Linked DNA regions of Mus musculus: region 1 is linked to region 2. The links are chromatin contacts, called in public Hi-C maps. All regions are on one chromosome and are shown on one strand. The core of a region is the stretch at or near the end of the contact, and the rest is flanking DNA. Distances in the headings are between cores, read along the strand shown. Region 1 holds the start of Nenf (neuron derived neurotrophic factor). Region 2 holds the start of Batf3 (basic leucine zipper transcription factor, ATF-like 3).

Evidence for each region. Hi-C and Micro-C count contacts between places; a contact is called where the count stands out from the background.
Region 1: a Hi-C map of bone marrow-derived macrophages shows a contact between it and region 2, with 33 read pairs. The contact joins the promoter of Nenf here to the promoter of Batf3 in region 2. A contact is called at or near these places in 7 of 39 promoter capture datasets (the 3T3-L1 cell line, the C10 cell line, HPC-7-derived erythroid cells and 3 more), 1 of 15 datasets of contacts at CTCF or cohesin (pro-B cells), 6 of 484 Hi-C or Micro-C datasets (B cells, the N1E-115 cell line, bone marrow-derived macrophages and 2 more), 8 of 115 datasets of contacts at active chromatin or transcription factors (the 230-238 cell line, the HPC-7 cell line, astrocytes and 4 more) and 2 of 9 other capture datasets (adipose tissue and liver).

The regions. Positions count from the first base shown.
Region 1 is chr1:191,314,375-191,321,887 of GRCm38.p6, reverse strand. It overlaps Nenf (neuron derived neurotrophic factor), which reads left to right and starts at 3,757. Exons shown (of 4, transcript NM_025424.3): 1 at 3,757-3,969. The coding sequence starts at 3,796.
Region 2 is chr1:191,094,036-191,100,665 of GRCm38.p6, reverse strand. It overlaps Batf3 (basic leucine zipper transcription factor, ATF-like 3), which reads right to left and starts at 2,252. Exons shown (of 3, transcript NM_030060.2): 1 at 2,139-2,252. The coding sequence starts at 2,207.

The DNA of each region.
Region 1 (7,513 bases), core at 2,508-5,007, 220 kb before region 2:
AAAGGCAAAGTGGCTCCCCAGTTACTCACATGATGACTGCCGGTCTCCCCTTCATCCCTGGGCTCTGTGTGCCCCAGGCCAGCAAGATCTCCACATAGAATCACAAACTTAATTAAAACATGAATTTTTTTTGTAACTAGGTTGCATATTTCTCAAAAATGAACTTTGTAGATGACAACATCGAGTCACAGTGCCAAGAGATCAGACACATCTATAAGTTTTCCGGTTTGTGCTCCTTCAGTTCAGCAGCCCAAGGAAACTAACCCCACTCCCAAATATGTGGGAGCACATCACTGCCAGCTCTCTGAGGACCTGGCTTGTGTCTTAGTGGGGGTTCCCACTGTTGTGAAGAGATGCCGTGACCACAACAACTCTTATAAAAAAAAAGAATTTAATTGGGGCTGGCTTACAGTTCAGAGGTTTAGTCCATTGTCATCATGACAGGAAGCATGGCAGCCTCCAGGCAGACATGGTGCTGGAGAGGCAGCTGAGAATTCTATACCTGGATTCATCAGCAGCAGGAAGAGAGTGAGCCACTAGGTGTAACTTTAATTTTTTTTCAGACCTAATCTTAAACGATTTAACCTCCCTTTCAACCTACCACCTACCAGGGGTAGTGGAAAAGAAAGGATACAGGGGAACTGGACTTGTTTAGAAAGGTTTTTTTGGAGCAAATCCCATCTGTGTTGTCAGTTCACAGGTCAGCAGCATCAGCTAGATCCACTCTCAAACACTTCACAGATACACCAGCAGTCTAGTTCGATAGAGTGTGGATAGCAAACACCAATCAGCAGCTGTGGCACTACCTAGTAGAGACAGCCAGGCCTCAGACTCAGCACAAGTCAACAGGAGGGACCAGGAGGAGAAGTTCTTGGCTGTGCCTTTGTCAGCAAAGTGAAGATCAGTGAGGGCTTGAGAACAAACATTACACAGGCAGCTCTATAAGCAAGCCAAGCTCAGCCTCAGTCCCTGGTGTCTGTCGCACCCTCTTTATCCTCTCTCCACACATCACTTGTCCTCCACGGGTCTCGCCTCAGCACATGCATCTGTCTCAGCTGACATCACTGTCACTCAGCCCAAGTCCACGAAAACAAGAAGCCACAGCACACCACCAGAAGTTTTTTGATGTGTTTCTCTCTGTGGAGTCCCAACAAATGGAGCTCAACTACACAATGTAAGGTCAACCAAAATATGTTTGTCCTTAGTAAAGAATCCTTTATCATGTGTCCTTTTGTTTGTTTTAACAGAACATCCTTTCTCCTATGTGTGCTTTAGGGAAACATTCCTTCATGATCATCTTAGCCTTTCAGACCTCTGTCCACTTCAGAAAACACTCCTTCACGTGTTTGCCCCAACAAAACTCCATCCAACACAACTGACTTTCCAAAGAACCCTTAAGTTTCTACTTCAACTAGGCCTGGCTTGAAATTCCGAAACCTCGAAACCTGCCCCCAGGAACTTCCAATAAAGCCATACATACTCCAGCAAGGCCGCATCTCCTAATAATCCCACCCCTAAGGGCCTATGGGAAACACTTTTATTCAAACCACAAATTGTATGCCCAGTTGTCTGTGCCATTTCTGCACTCAAAGTCTACCTAGGAACATCAGAGGAAGAGCTAGTGAAATCGATAACCTGGCACCCTGATACCCTATCAGGTTCTATCTCTGCTCTGCTCTGGGCCTGTTGTCTTAGTAAGGTCATTTAACCTTCCTGTGCCCAGTAGCCTTATGGGTAATATGAAACTATCGCTACCTGTTTGTGGTGGTTGACTTTGATTGTCAACTTGATTGAATGAAGAACCCAAGAGTGTTGGTCAGCACGCCTTTATGTGTGTCTGTGGGGCCTTTCCAGACAGGAGAATACCTGTCCCAGATGTGGATAGCACATTGCACAGGTGGGGGTCCAGGGATGAAGAGAAATGGTGAAAGAAAAAGTAAGTAACTCTGGTGGTTTCCTCTCTGCCTCCTGATTGCTGAGGTGTGGACACACGGCCTATCCCCATCCCAGGGTGTTTCCCACCCTGGGGGACGGAATCTCCAAAACTGTGAGTCAAAATAAACCTTTATTTCCTTAAATTACTTCTTGTAAATCATTGGTTGTGAATAATGTATTTGTTACTAATACTAATTAGTTATCAATTAGCATGTTCATTGCTAATTAGCAATTAGTTACTAATTAGTATATTGAGTGCTAATACACTGTTCACAGAGCCCAGGGAATAAAAATGAGCCATCAGAAAGTCTTTAGAGCAGAGTTTCCTTTGAATTCCATCAAGGGGAAGTGCTGCCTGAGATTGGCAGGCTCAAGGGAAGGGAGAGCAGGGGATCCGCTGTGAGCATCCATTCCCTGCCTTAGACCACAGCAGCCATCAAACTCCAGCTTCCCTCCCAAGATTCTAGCCTCTTATTTCATAGCTCCAGACATGTGAGCCACACCTCCTCCTCCCTGTGGCTGGTCTTCTCTGCCACAGGTCTCAGCCTCAGCCTCTGTCACCTGTGTGGCCAGCAGTCTGCTTTCCTGTTGGATACAGCTAAGAAATAAATACTAGGAAACATTATTGGAAAATAATTTCTACATTCTTTTTAAATTTTACTTATATGTATGGCTGTTTTGCTTGTATACCACATTTGTACCTGGTGCCTGCAGAGGCCAGAAAGGGTGTCAGGGCCCCTGGGACTGGAGTTACAAATGCTTGTGAACTGCCGTGTAAGTGTAGAATCCAGGACCTCTGGGAGAACAGGCAGCGCATTTCATGTGGTCAGGAGAAATTGCAGGAAGAATCTTTTGGCTTCCTGACACACAGGCCTGCAGAGCGAGAAGAGGCTGGAGCAGCCAGAGTGCTCAAGGCCAGAGATATTGTCAAGATGTGTTAGGCCTCAAGAAGGCTGTGATATTTCACCCTGGGAGTTAGAAGGGCCTCTTCAACCTTGAGATTCTGCGACTCGGTATAAAGCAGATAATGTGTTGTGAGTTTGGCACAGCCTTCAAAGCCATAATCATGTTCGTTGCAACACAATTCTATAAAAGAGCCAGGCTAGGAAGATCCCTGCAAGGTCAGCCTTGGGACATAGCCAGCCTGAAAAACAGAACGAAATCCTGGAAGGAAAGGAAGGGAGGGGAAGGACAGGGGATAGGAAAGGAAGGGAAGGGAAGGGAAGGGAAGGGAAGGGAAGGGAAGGGAAGGGAAGGGAAGGGAAGGGAAGGGGGGGGGGAAGGGAAGGGGATAGGAGAGGAAGGGAATGGAAGGGAAGGGAAAGGGATAGGAGAGGAAGGGAAGGGAAGGAAAGGAAAGGAAAGGAAAGGAAAGGAAAGGAAAAAAGAAAAGAAAGGAACGAGGGAAAGACAGATGGGGAAGAGGAAGGAAGAGAGTGAGGGAAGGAAGGAATGAAAGATGGGGGAAGGAGAGGGAGGAGAGGAAGGGAGTAAGGGAAAGGGATGGAGAGAAGAAAGAAGGAAGGGAGGGAGGGAGGAAGGGAGGAAGGAAGGAAGGAAGGAAGGAAGGACGGAAGGAAGGAAGGAAGGAAGGAAGGAAGGAAGGAAGGAAGGAAGGAAGGGGGGGCAAGTTACTCGGGCCTGGTGCCACTAGTGTATAATCCCAATTCTCTGGAGACTGAGGCAGAAGGATAGCCACCAGTTCAAGAACATTACAGGCTATGTAGTAGGACTTAGCGTCAGAGAGAAAGGAGGAGAGGACAAATTGATAAGGCTGGGTCCTGTCTTACAGGGCCCCTCCCTAGGAGCCGACTGTGCTCCGCCCCGCCCCGCCGTCCTCCCGCCTGCTCCTCGCTGTCTATGGCGCGCCCCGCGCCCTGGTGGCGGCTGCGGCTGCTGGCGGCGCTCGTCCTGGCGCTGGCTCTGGTCCCAGTGCCCTCAGCCTGGGCTGGGCAGACGCCGCGCCCCGCAGAGCGCGGGCCCCCGGTGCGGCTCTTCACCGAGGAGGAGCTGGCCCGCTACGGCGGCGAGGAGGTAGGCGGCGCGGCCTGGGCCGGCGGCTGTCCCGAGCTGACTGGTGGCGGGGACCCACGCGAGGCCGGGTGGAGGCAGGGCGTCGCCCTGACGCCCCACCCCGCGCTTCCTCCGCCCCGCCTTGTCGCTGTGGGTCTGAGTACAGACCTCAGACCCTTCTAGATTTTAGTGTGAGGGTGAGCTGGGGTCACACGGCCTACAGTTTGTGCAAAGTGACCGGCCTGAGAGTGCGCACTGAGCTAGGGGGGTCTGGGGCCGGCAGGATGATCCAAGCCTTTCCTTTCCTGCCCCGGTGTCCCGGGCCTACTGAAGCTCACCCTTCAGACCCCATTTAGTGTCTGGGCTGGTGGGGATGAACGCAAAGGAGGAAATAACACTACCCGATATGGGTAGCTGCTTTAGATGGGGAGGAAGCCTGAATCCAGTTAGGAAGAACCGGTCTCTTGGCATTGTAGTGATTCCAGGAATTAATCCCCTACCTTTACAGATAGGGAAACTGAGGCACGTGCTCAGTGGTACAGGAGGGAAGGACCCGTGTTGCTTCGCTGAATCTATGTGCCCTGAGCTCCCTAGCTTCGGTGTTAGCGAACCTTACATAGACCAAATATGCAAGGGTCTCTCCCAAAACAGATCTTTAGGGATGAAAGCTGAGGCCAGTGGTTCTCAGCCTGTGGGTCCTAAGACTGTCAGAAAACACAGATGCTTACATTAGGATTCATAACAGTAGCAAAATTACAATGATGAAGTAGCAATGGAAATCATTTTATGGTTGTGGGGGTCACCACCGCATGTGAAACTGTTTAGAGTTGCAGCGTTAGGAAGGTTGAGGACCGCTGCTTTTTTTTTTTTTCTGGCCGCGCTTGCTCCCGTCTATTTATTTATTATATACAAGTACAATGTAGCTGTCCTCAGACACTCCAGAAGAGGGCATCAGATCTCATTGCAGATGGTCGTGAGCCACCATGTGGTTGCTGGGATTTGAACTCATGACCTCTGGAAGAGCAGTCAGTGCTCTAAACTGCTGAGCTATCTCTGCAGCCCAAGAACTGCTGCTTTTGACCCACAGGTCCATAAGAACACAGGGATAGGAACATGGCGGGAATGTGAACGGGTGTTACCGGACAGCGGAGGGAACTCCCGGTATAGGCGCATGGGGAGAACAGTTAGCAAAGCTGGCCTGTTGTTCTGCCTAGCAAGGCAATCCACGCCTTACTGATGCGGGCGGGCGGGCTTCTCACTGCCTACACTGGGTGTGCAGTATGGTTTATGTGGAGCACTCTGCATCGGGGCACCCAGACTGGCTGGGGAAGAACCCAGGGTTTCTAGTGGGTAGAGGACCAGATCTTGGTCATTTGTTGTTGGCGAAAGAGATGGTGAGTGTTGTCATCATAAAAAGATAAAGTGGTATTAATATATGTTCTATGGGGGTGTGGTGAGGTGTGGGGGGAGGGGGTGCCTCAGTGGGCCCATGCTGATGCCGAGGCATCTCTTCATCTCTTCCCCCTGAGGGAAACACAACGGTATAGTGTAGAATAGAGTTTATTTAGGGCATGGAGAGGGAGTTAAGAGGGTAGGAGAGAGAGAGAGAGAGAGAGAGAGAGAGAGAGAGAGAGAGAGGAGGAGGAGGAGGAGGAGGAGAGAAGAGAAGAGAAGAGAAGAGAAGAGAAGATAAGAGAAGAGAAGAGAAAGAGAAGAGAAGAGAAGAGAAGAGAAGAGAAGGCCGGCCATGACCACATGGAGAGAGGGGGTTAGAGAATGAAGAGGGGGGAACAGGGGGACAAGGGTAAGAGAACCAGAGATCGAGGAGGGGGCAAGCAGCCCCTTTTATAGTGGGCCAGGTCTACCTGGCTGTTGCTAGGTAACTGTGGGGAGGAACATACTTGACTGCTGCCAGGAACAGTGAGGGTGGAATCCAGACAGAATACGAACATTCCCCCATTTTGGTTTAGTGTTGTGGCGCAAGCCTTTAATCCCAGCACTCAGGAGGCAGAGGCAGGCGGATTTCTGAGTTCGAGGCCAGCCTGGTCTACAAAGTGGGTTCCAGGACAGCCAGGGCTATACAGAGAAACCCTGTCTCAAAAAAAAAAAAAAAAAAAAAAAAAACAAAAAACCAACCAATCAACCAACCAAACAAACAAACTTAGAAAGAGGTGATGGTGAAGCAGAAATAGGGTGGATGTGATATCTGGCTGGTTCATGCTGACATTGGGGCGGCGTGTCTCTGGGGAACCTAGAGGGATGGGTATGGGGGATGTTTGTCTAGTCTTAAGAGAGCGGTCTGCTTCCTTGCTGTCCAGGGCCTGTGGAGCCATCTGAGGATAGGTCGGAAGGAACAGGTCCAGTAGAGTCTGTGTCTGTGAGGAGATTGGAGCATCTGAAGGTTGCTCCTCTGGAGTGGTCCTGGGTATAGTAAGCGCCTGGACTTGACAAGATGTTGAAACACATTATTATAGGTAGAGAAAAGATTAAGTATGTTTGGGAGAAAGAACAGTTTTTTAAGATGTCCAATTGAAACCCAGAGGAATCCCACCCGCTGGAACAGCCGATGTACGGATCTGGACGGAGCCTATGTGATCCATGAAAGGTAGATCTGAGTGGGTTTCCTGTAGCTTACAAGTTTATAAAAGAGATAGCAACATGAGTTAACCACACGAGCAGTCTTTAAGACGAGCCTTTTGTGGAGCAGAAGGAGCATGATTCAAAAGTTGGATCATATACTGGAATGTTTTATTAGAGTTAAGCAAATTTATAGGAGCTCAGATAATATCAGGACAGTGGCATAGCAAGAAGAGGAAATATGAAGTATTTAATGGAAACAGAGTTTAGTTTTTTTCTAGCTGTCAATGTAGTCAGAAGTCTGAGAAAGAATAAACAATAGTCTATCGGTTATATATCAGTTGTGTATTATTTAAAAAAATGAGAGAGTCCACTAGCCAACAGTTCTCTGTGGTCTCCATGGCAACTTGGGCAGAGTCAGTCTGGCTCTCCGGTGCAGAAGTCACAGGGCTTTTTCTCTGTGGAGTGGATGTGTGTGACATGAGGATTGGCTTACCTTGGTTTTAGCCATGTCATGTGACTCAGAGTATCCAGTCTTGTCCACTGCGTATTTCAGTGATTGTCACATCACAATCCAGTAGCTGTGTCCACATCTTCTGAGACTTTGTGGGAGAAACCGTTAGAAGCTTTTGGGGATTCTGTCCGTCATAAACTTAATAGTTGACAAACTTCTGACAGAATTGAGCACTATTGATTGGTTATAACTGACTAGAATTTATTAGCAGTTGTCAAGACAGGATAGGAAAGAGAATCTTAGGTAACTTTGACAGGTTGTGTAGGTAGAGAGAAGTATATTTTTGTATTAGCAAAGAAATATTTGGCTAGGGCTAGAATAAGAAAGCTGGCAGCAGTGGCATAAGACTGTGGTGACAGAAAACGAGTGAGTGCAGCCCTCTGCCGAGTTGTTTGCTTTCATCTATGTATGGGCAGGGTCTTGACACCCCCTCCCCCCAAGCACAGAACCCAAGGAAACACACACACACACAGA
Region 2 (6,630 bases), core at 1,003-3,502:
AGAGGTTTTGTTAAGGAACACCTATCCTGTGGTGGGGCTTTGCTTTATATTAATCACCACCCACATACTGAAAAGCGTATAGAAAGACTGTTGTTTTAAAATGAGGAATATAAGGTCTGGGGTGCAGCTTAGTGGTGCCATATGTGTGGGATATGTCAGGCCCTGTGTTCCATACCCAGGACCACAAAAAATAAAAATACTATGAGACAACGAGGAATCAGAAACTCAGGTTAGGGAAGTTCTCCAGGTACCACGGCCAGCATGGGGGTGAGTGGGAAGTGGAACTCAGGTTTGCTGGTCCCCAAACCAACGTTCACAAACTTCTGCCCCACAGGGCGTTTGCCTGGAAGAGCGGTGCTGTTACTGCTCATCTGAGAGTGAGAAAGACTGGGGTGTGTGCTCGCTAGAACTTGCTGTGCACAGCCTTTAAACTACCACACACTGGCAAGTCCTTCTGAAACTGTATACAGACCATAGTTATGCATTTATTAGTAACTGCAACCACACAGCTCTACCAGTATGTGGAAAACTCTGGAACACTAATGACGACATGCTCTCTTGAACAACACTTGGCTGACATTTTCTTTTCAGAGGTCAGGGTTATTCCAAATGCAAATCTGTGATGCGTTTTGAGAGTTCTTAACCAAATATCCAAAAATCCTTCATGAGGTGACATGAAGTGGGCAGGCAGAAAAAAATGCACGTACCACAGCGAGAGCTTACTTAGAGGAAAGGGTCTGCTTTCCAGAACTGCAATTGACACCATCAGGGGAGGAAAAAAAATGTCCTTCAAGACTGAGTTCAAAAGGTGTCTAGATGGGGAGGGAGCTTAGTGGTAGGTGAGGCTCAGGGTGTAATCTGGAGCCACAGCAACAGCAAAACCCAGAGGCTGGCGTACAAACTCAGGGCTTCAGCCAGGAATCCCAGGCATAGATAAGAAGAGACAGCAGACCCAACACCTGCTCAGGAGAACACAGGTGTCAAAACGTGCCTTCCAGAAGTCCTCCCCCCACCCCCTTCTTCAACAGTTTCACGTAGTCTCCCTTCCCTTTCCTCCCTAGCTCTGGAATTGTACTCCTGCATCACTACACCCCAAAGGTCTTGATAAACACACCTGGAGCATCCAGGGGGACATGCCATATAAACGATGTAACTTCAGCTTTTACACCCTCACAAAGCCTTCCACCGTATATAATAACTAAGACCCTGCCCTGTACTCAGAACACTGCTGGGCTCTGCTGCCCAGAATCAAGCTGACCTGAGATTTGACCTCACTGGCTCTCCACTGGTGCTTGACAGGAAATAATGTCTCTATTCTCCAAAGCCAACAAGTCTCAGGGCAAGGGGCAGCATGCCTCCTGTCCTCTGGGAGCTGTCACATCACCTGCCACAGATGATCACACCTTCCCTCTGGGCAGGAATGACGAATGGAGACACAAATCACCCATCACTCACATGACCTCTGCAAACGTCCTCAGGAGATACAAAAAGAGTTCATCTTATAGATGGGGAAATTGAGGCTCCGCTAGTCGAAGCAAATAGTATAAGGCCACTCCAACTACTTGGCTCAGACTTCCAGGGTCATCCTGGGACATTACACTTCAAGCAGAGAGTTGGGAGTGTGTGTGGTGACTAAGAAAAATAAGACCTGATCTATTGATAAAGCAACCAGGTGGCCAAGAAGTGTTCCAACAGTGGCCTCTATTTGGTCTCAGCTTCTTGTGACTACAGCTTTGAAAGCTGGGACAACAGAGGGTGCTGATCATATTGGGGCGAGAAGTTTCCACCCGTGCTGGGGGTGGAGTCTGCCCATTAGAGACAAAACCCCACACCCACAAATTGACCGGTCCGACATTCCCCATGCGGATCTTGGCCAGTGGGTTGGATGCAGGGACGAACCGCCCCTTTGGGCTGAATTCATAATATCGGAGCTCCGGGCCCCCTCCCACCAGCGCCCACAGGAGTCAAGGATGAAACTGCCCACAGCAGCGCGGACCCACGTGTTCGGCGCCGAGTCTGGAGGGGCTGCCGCCTTCCCAAGCGCTTGAGGCGCACGGCGGGGGCGCACGGCGGGGGCGCACCTGGAGCTCTGCCCTCACCCTCACCCGGTCCTCACACCCGGCCCCCTTGTCCAATACCTGCGGCTGGTTCCCGGGCGCATCCACGCTTCTCTGCAGCACGCTGACCGCGGGGGGCCCTTGCGACATGCCGCGCGCTCGCCACACGGGGCGCCCTGAACGTGGGGCTCTGCTACCCGCGCTCCGCCCGCATCCCCGCACTTGCTGCCCCGCCCCGCCCCGCCGCTTCCCGCTCTCCGGGCTCCACGGTGCCCGCCTCCCCACCCCGTGTCCAGTCCCGGCCCGGCCCGGCCCCGCCCCCTACTCCCACCCCGCCCCTGCTTCCTCCTCCCCCCACCCTCTCGCCGCACCTCGGGGTCCAGGATCCCACCCAAGTCGCTGCTTTCCGCTAAGGGCCCCCGCTCTTCGTGGAAGTCACGTGGCAGCACCGAAGCCCACCCACGGAGAAGACCCCGAGTGGGTGGAGACGGGGTGCTGGCGCAGCGCCGCCGTGGACGGTCCTCCGGCCGCTCCTGGGAAGTTTGGGTGAGAAGCACCAGTGAGTGGCTCGGTGGCTTCAATGTCCCTTCGCAGCCTCCCTTAGCGCCCCAGCGCCGGTCACCGCCGATGGGGAGATTTCTTCCGGGCGAGGCGGCACCTGGACCGGTGGCGCCAGTGGGCAGGGACCGCAGCAGAGACCGTCCGCGCTATGGGGACAGCGGGAGCCTCAGGGCTTTTCCACTGCGGCGGCGTCTGGTCCAGTGGGAGGGAGGGGGCGAGGTGACTGGGAGGGCGAATTCTGATGGGGGGGGGCGGGGCGGGGGGAGCGGCAAAGAGAGGTTGTGAGTCGAAACCACGCTTGAAGTCCATCCTCACACATTCAAAGGTCTGGGCAGGCCATGCTAAGGTCCCATGGGCTAGCTGCATTTGCTTCTTCAAGATTAAGGTGATACCTACTAAAGGCTAAAATATATGGTTGCTATGTTTATGTCAGACTAGGTAGAGACGTATCTCATCCCTCTTCACCCGCCTGCCAGTTTTTAAAATATGAAGTCAAGATGACTGTGCCCAGCAAAGAAAAAAAGAAAAAACCCTAGCGGTTGCAGGTTTGTGGTTTGTGCATAGCATAGGAGAGGAAAGCTAACCACGAACTGGGGGACGGATGGGAACCAGACAAGAGTGGCCTTTCTCGTGTGCTCATTTTGGCCTACTGGCTTCTGGGCAGTGGGAGAGGTGACCTTTCTGAGTCCTCACCCCAGTGTGCATGGCTCTGTGCCAGAATTTAAGCCGTAAGTCTGGAGAGAGGAGCTTGTTTGAACCTGCCTGCGCGGCTTTAGGCACCAGTAGTGGTCATGTGTGCTAGTAGGTCACGGCATAGCCAGTGTCCACACATCACAGCAGAGCCTCTCCATGCTAATGGTTCCGCCCAAATTTTAGTTCTGACCCTCTTCTATCAACATGCATGCATGCTCCGGTGTGGGGGGAGGGGAGAAGGAGGGGAGAGAAGAGAGAGAGAGACAATTACATCTCACACAGTATAGAGGAGTGCACAGCACAGCATCCTGCACTTGGTGTGGGTCAGCCCAGGACCTCTGTCCTTGAAAATTAAAGGACCCTGTAAACGGGGTGTGGTGGCCAACGCCTACAATTTCTCCACTCACAAGGTTGAGGCAGGGTTTCCACAAGTTCCACTATCTAGCTTGGGCTATACATTAACCTCCAGGCTAACTAGAGCTAAATAGCAGGATGAGATCTCAATACAACCAAAGACTAACAAAATAAGCAATTTGTGGGGGCAAGTGATCCTAACTTTTAGACGTTTAAGAATGGGTGTTGGAGGGGGTGATCCTCGACATACCAGTGCACTCCCGTGTGTCATTCTAGTGGGCTCCTTTCCTGTTCCAAGTCCTCTGGGGTCCTCCCCACAGCCTGGGGCCAGGGCCAACAGCAGACTTATATTGGCTTAGTCTACTTATGGCATTGTTTCTTTTTTCTTTTCCTTTCTTTCTACCGCCCCCCCCCATATCCCCCTTCCCTACACACTCATACACACCTTGAGTTTTTCAAGGCAGGGCTTCTCTGTGTTCAGCCCTGGATGTCACGGAACTCACTTTTAGACCAGGCTGGTCCCGAACTCTCAGAGATCCACTTCCTGAGCACTGGGACTAAAGGCGTGTGTCACCATGCCCAGCATGGAACTATTTCTTTCCCTTCCTATTAAGTCTGTACACCATATGGGTGTCGGGTTCCAGAAGAGGGTAATGGAGTTCTGGGTAGTTAATAGTGAGTCACCATGTGGGTGCTGGGAATGGAACCTGGGCCCTCTCCAAGAGCAGTCAGTGCTCTTCCCTCATCCCCAGCCATCTTTCCAGCCCCTAGAATTGTCATCTCTTTTGCGTGCTTTCTTAAACTTCTTGAGAAGGTTGATGCTGGCTTCTTCACACACTCCATGTTTATAAAAGTAACATTAAATTTATTTATAGTATCCCAATAATGCTATTATAGTATGGTGCTAAGTTCATTTGCCACACTAGAAAGCCAAGATAAATGCTTGCTTGGTCTATATATCAAGTTTCAGGCAAGTCAGAATTACATAGTGAGACCCAGATAGATAGATAGATAGATAGATAGATAGATAGATAGATAGATAGATAGATAGACAGACAGACACACAACACACACACACACACACACACACACACCTTTAATCCCAACACTCAGAAGGCAGAGGCAGATATATCTCTGAGTTTGAGGCCAGCCTGGTCTACACAGTTCTGTCTCAAAAACACAAACCAAACGAATGAATGAGAGAAAAGCAGAACAGGATTCAAATCTCTGTTTTCTTTTCGTGTGTTTTCCCTTGAACCAGGAAGACATCTGGTATGATTTGTCAAGTTCCTATTTATACCACAATGACCTTGAACCCCGTCTCTGAGGGGTGGGGGATGCACCACAGGTTCAGGGCGCAGTGAGGATGCAGCAGGTTTGGAGGTTGGTGATCCGATGCTCTGCTGATTCACTTCGCCAGAAAATGGTTCTTTCCAATAACAAACGGATGATCGAAAGCCCTGTGTGCAGTTCACTCCTGCTGTTCTTGTTTAGGAAACTGGTCTTCTGGTAAGTGTCTTCTCATGGCTTTTCTCAGAAGACGGTCCTGTGGGCCTCTGGTGAGGCTAGGGAAGAGAAAGCCAAAGGTAGAGACCACTGCACTTACCAGAAACTGGCCACTGTGTGTCAGCCACTGTGGGCCGGAGAGCCACACCTCAGGGAACTCGCTGTCTCGATAGTCAGATGAGCACACTGGAGTGCTTTCGATGTGGTCTATCTCAAGATGGGAGTATAAGAGCAAGGGCTGGAGAGGGCCGGTATGGGATGGTGTGTTTTCAAACAGGGAGATCAATGAGGCTCCTCTGTAGGGCTGGGGAGACACCTGGAGGACGTGGTTCATGCTGCACCAACACAGAAGCAATGTTCTTGTGGAAGTGCCTGGCCATTCAAGTAACTCCAGAAGACTCGAGGGTCTGGAGTGGCCGGAGGGAAAGACGGGACACCTAGAGATGCAGCAAGAAGGCCACCTTTTATTTGACATAAGGTGGAAAAGATAAGGCTTCCGAGCAGAGGTTTGGCATGATCTGACTTAAGATGCTATGAGGTCATGTTGGTCACCTCATAAAACAGCAACACCAAGTGGAGATGCAGCATCTAAAACGGGAGCTGGTAGGTTCCTTCCCAAACCATAGCAGCATTTGCAGTGGGATATTTAAGTCTTAAGAACAAATTGAAAGCAACAAGGAGACCCAGAAGATGAGGGCCATGATCCAAGAGACTTGGGGTAGGGCTGGGAAGACTGTGGAGGGCCAAAGACAGTCTACCGGGAGCTTTTTGAATGGAAGGTTCACAGTGTGTCACTACCACAGGCCCATCCTGATCCAGAGTGGCCTTGCCTGTGTCCACCTGGTGACATATTCACAAATGTGTTGCTCGCTTTTGCCACAGTGAACAAAATCCCTGTCAGAACAACCGAAGAGACCTGGGGAGATGGTTCAGTGGTTAAAGTGAGAGGCAAGCCATGGAACTGGAGTTCAGAGTCCCAGAACCCTTGTAAATTCAGAATGGGTGTGGTGGCCTACCCGTGGGTCCAGCTTTCTGAGGCAGAGACAAGGGATCCTCAGAGAAAACAGGCTGGTAAGACTGGAATAATGATCAAGGTTGGATTCTCTACTTCAGCCTCAAGCCTCATGTCTCCACACATGGAGGTGTGCGTGGACATACAGGCACACCACAGAGACCAGAAAATGAGATAAGAAATGGGGTGGGGGGAGGAAGGAAATCCTACAAACCTCAGAGGTTTCAGTCGGTCGTGGCACAGAAAAATATAGTGACAGTCCGTGGCAGTGGACTGCTGACAACTGGCTGGGAAGCAGGGACCACCAGCGTGACCCTACCTCCTAAAAGCTCCCTGGCCTCTCAACATAGTGCAATCTACTGGGAGAAACATGCACACAGGAGCCTGTGAGGGGCCATTTTCACTAGTTAATGAACTTTGTAAAAATGGGATATTTTAACCACAAGT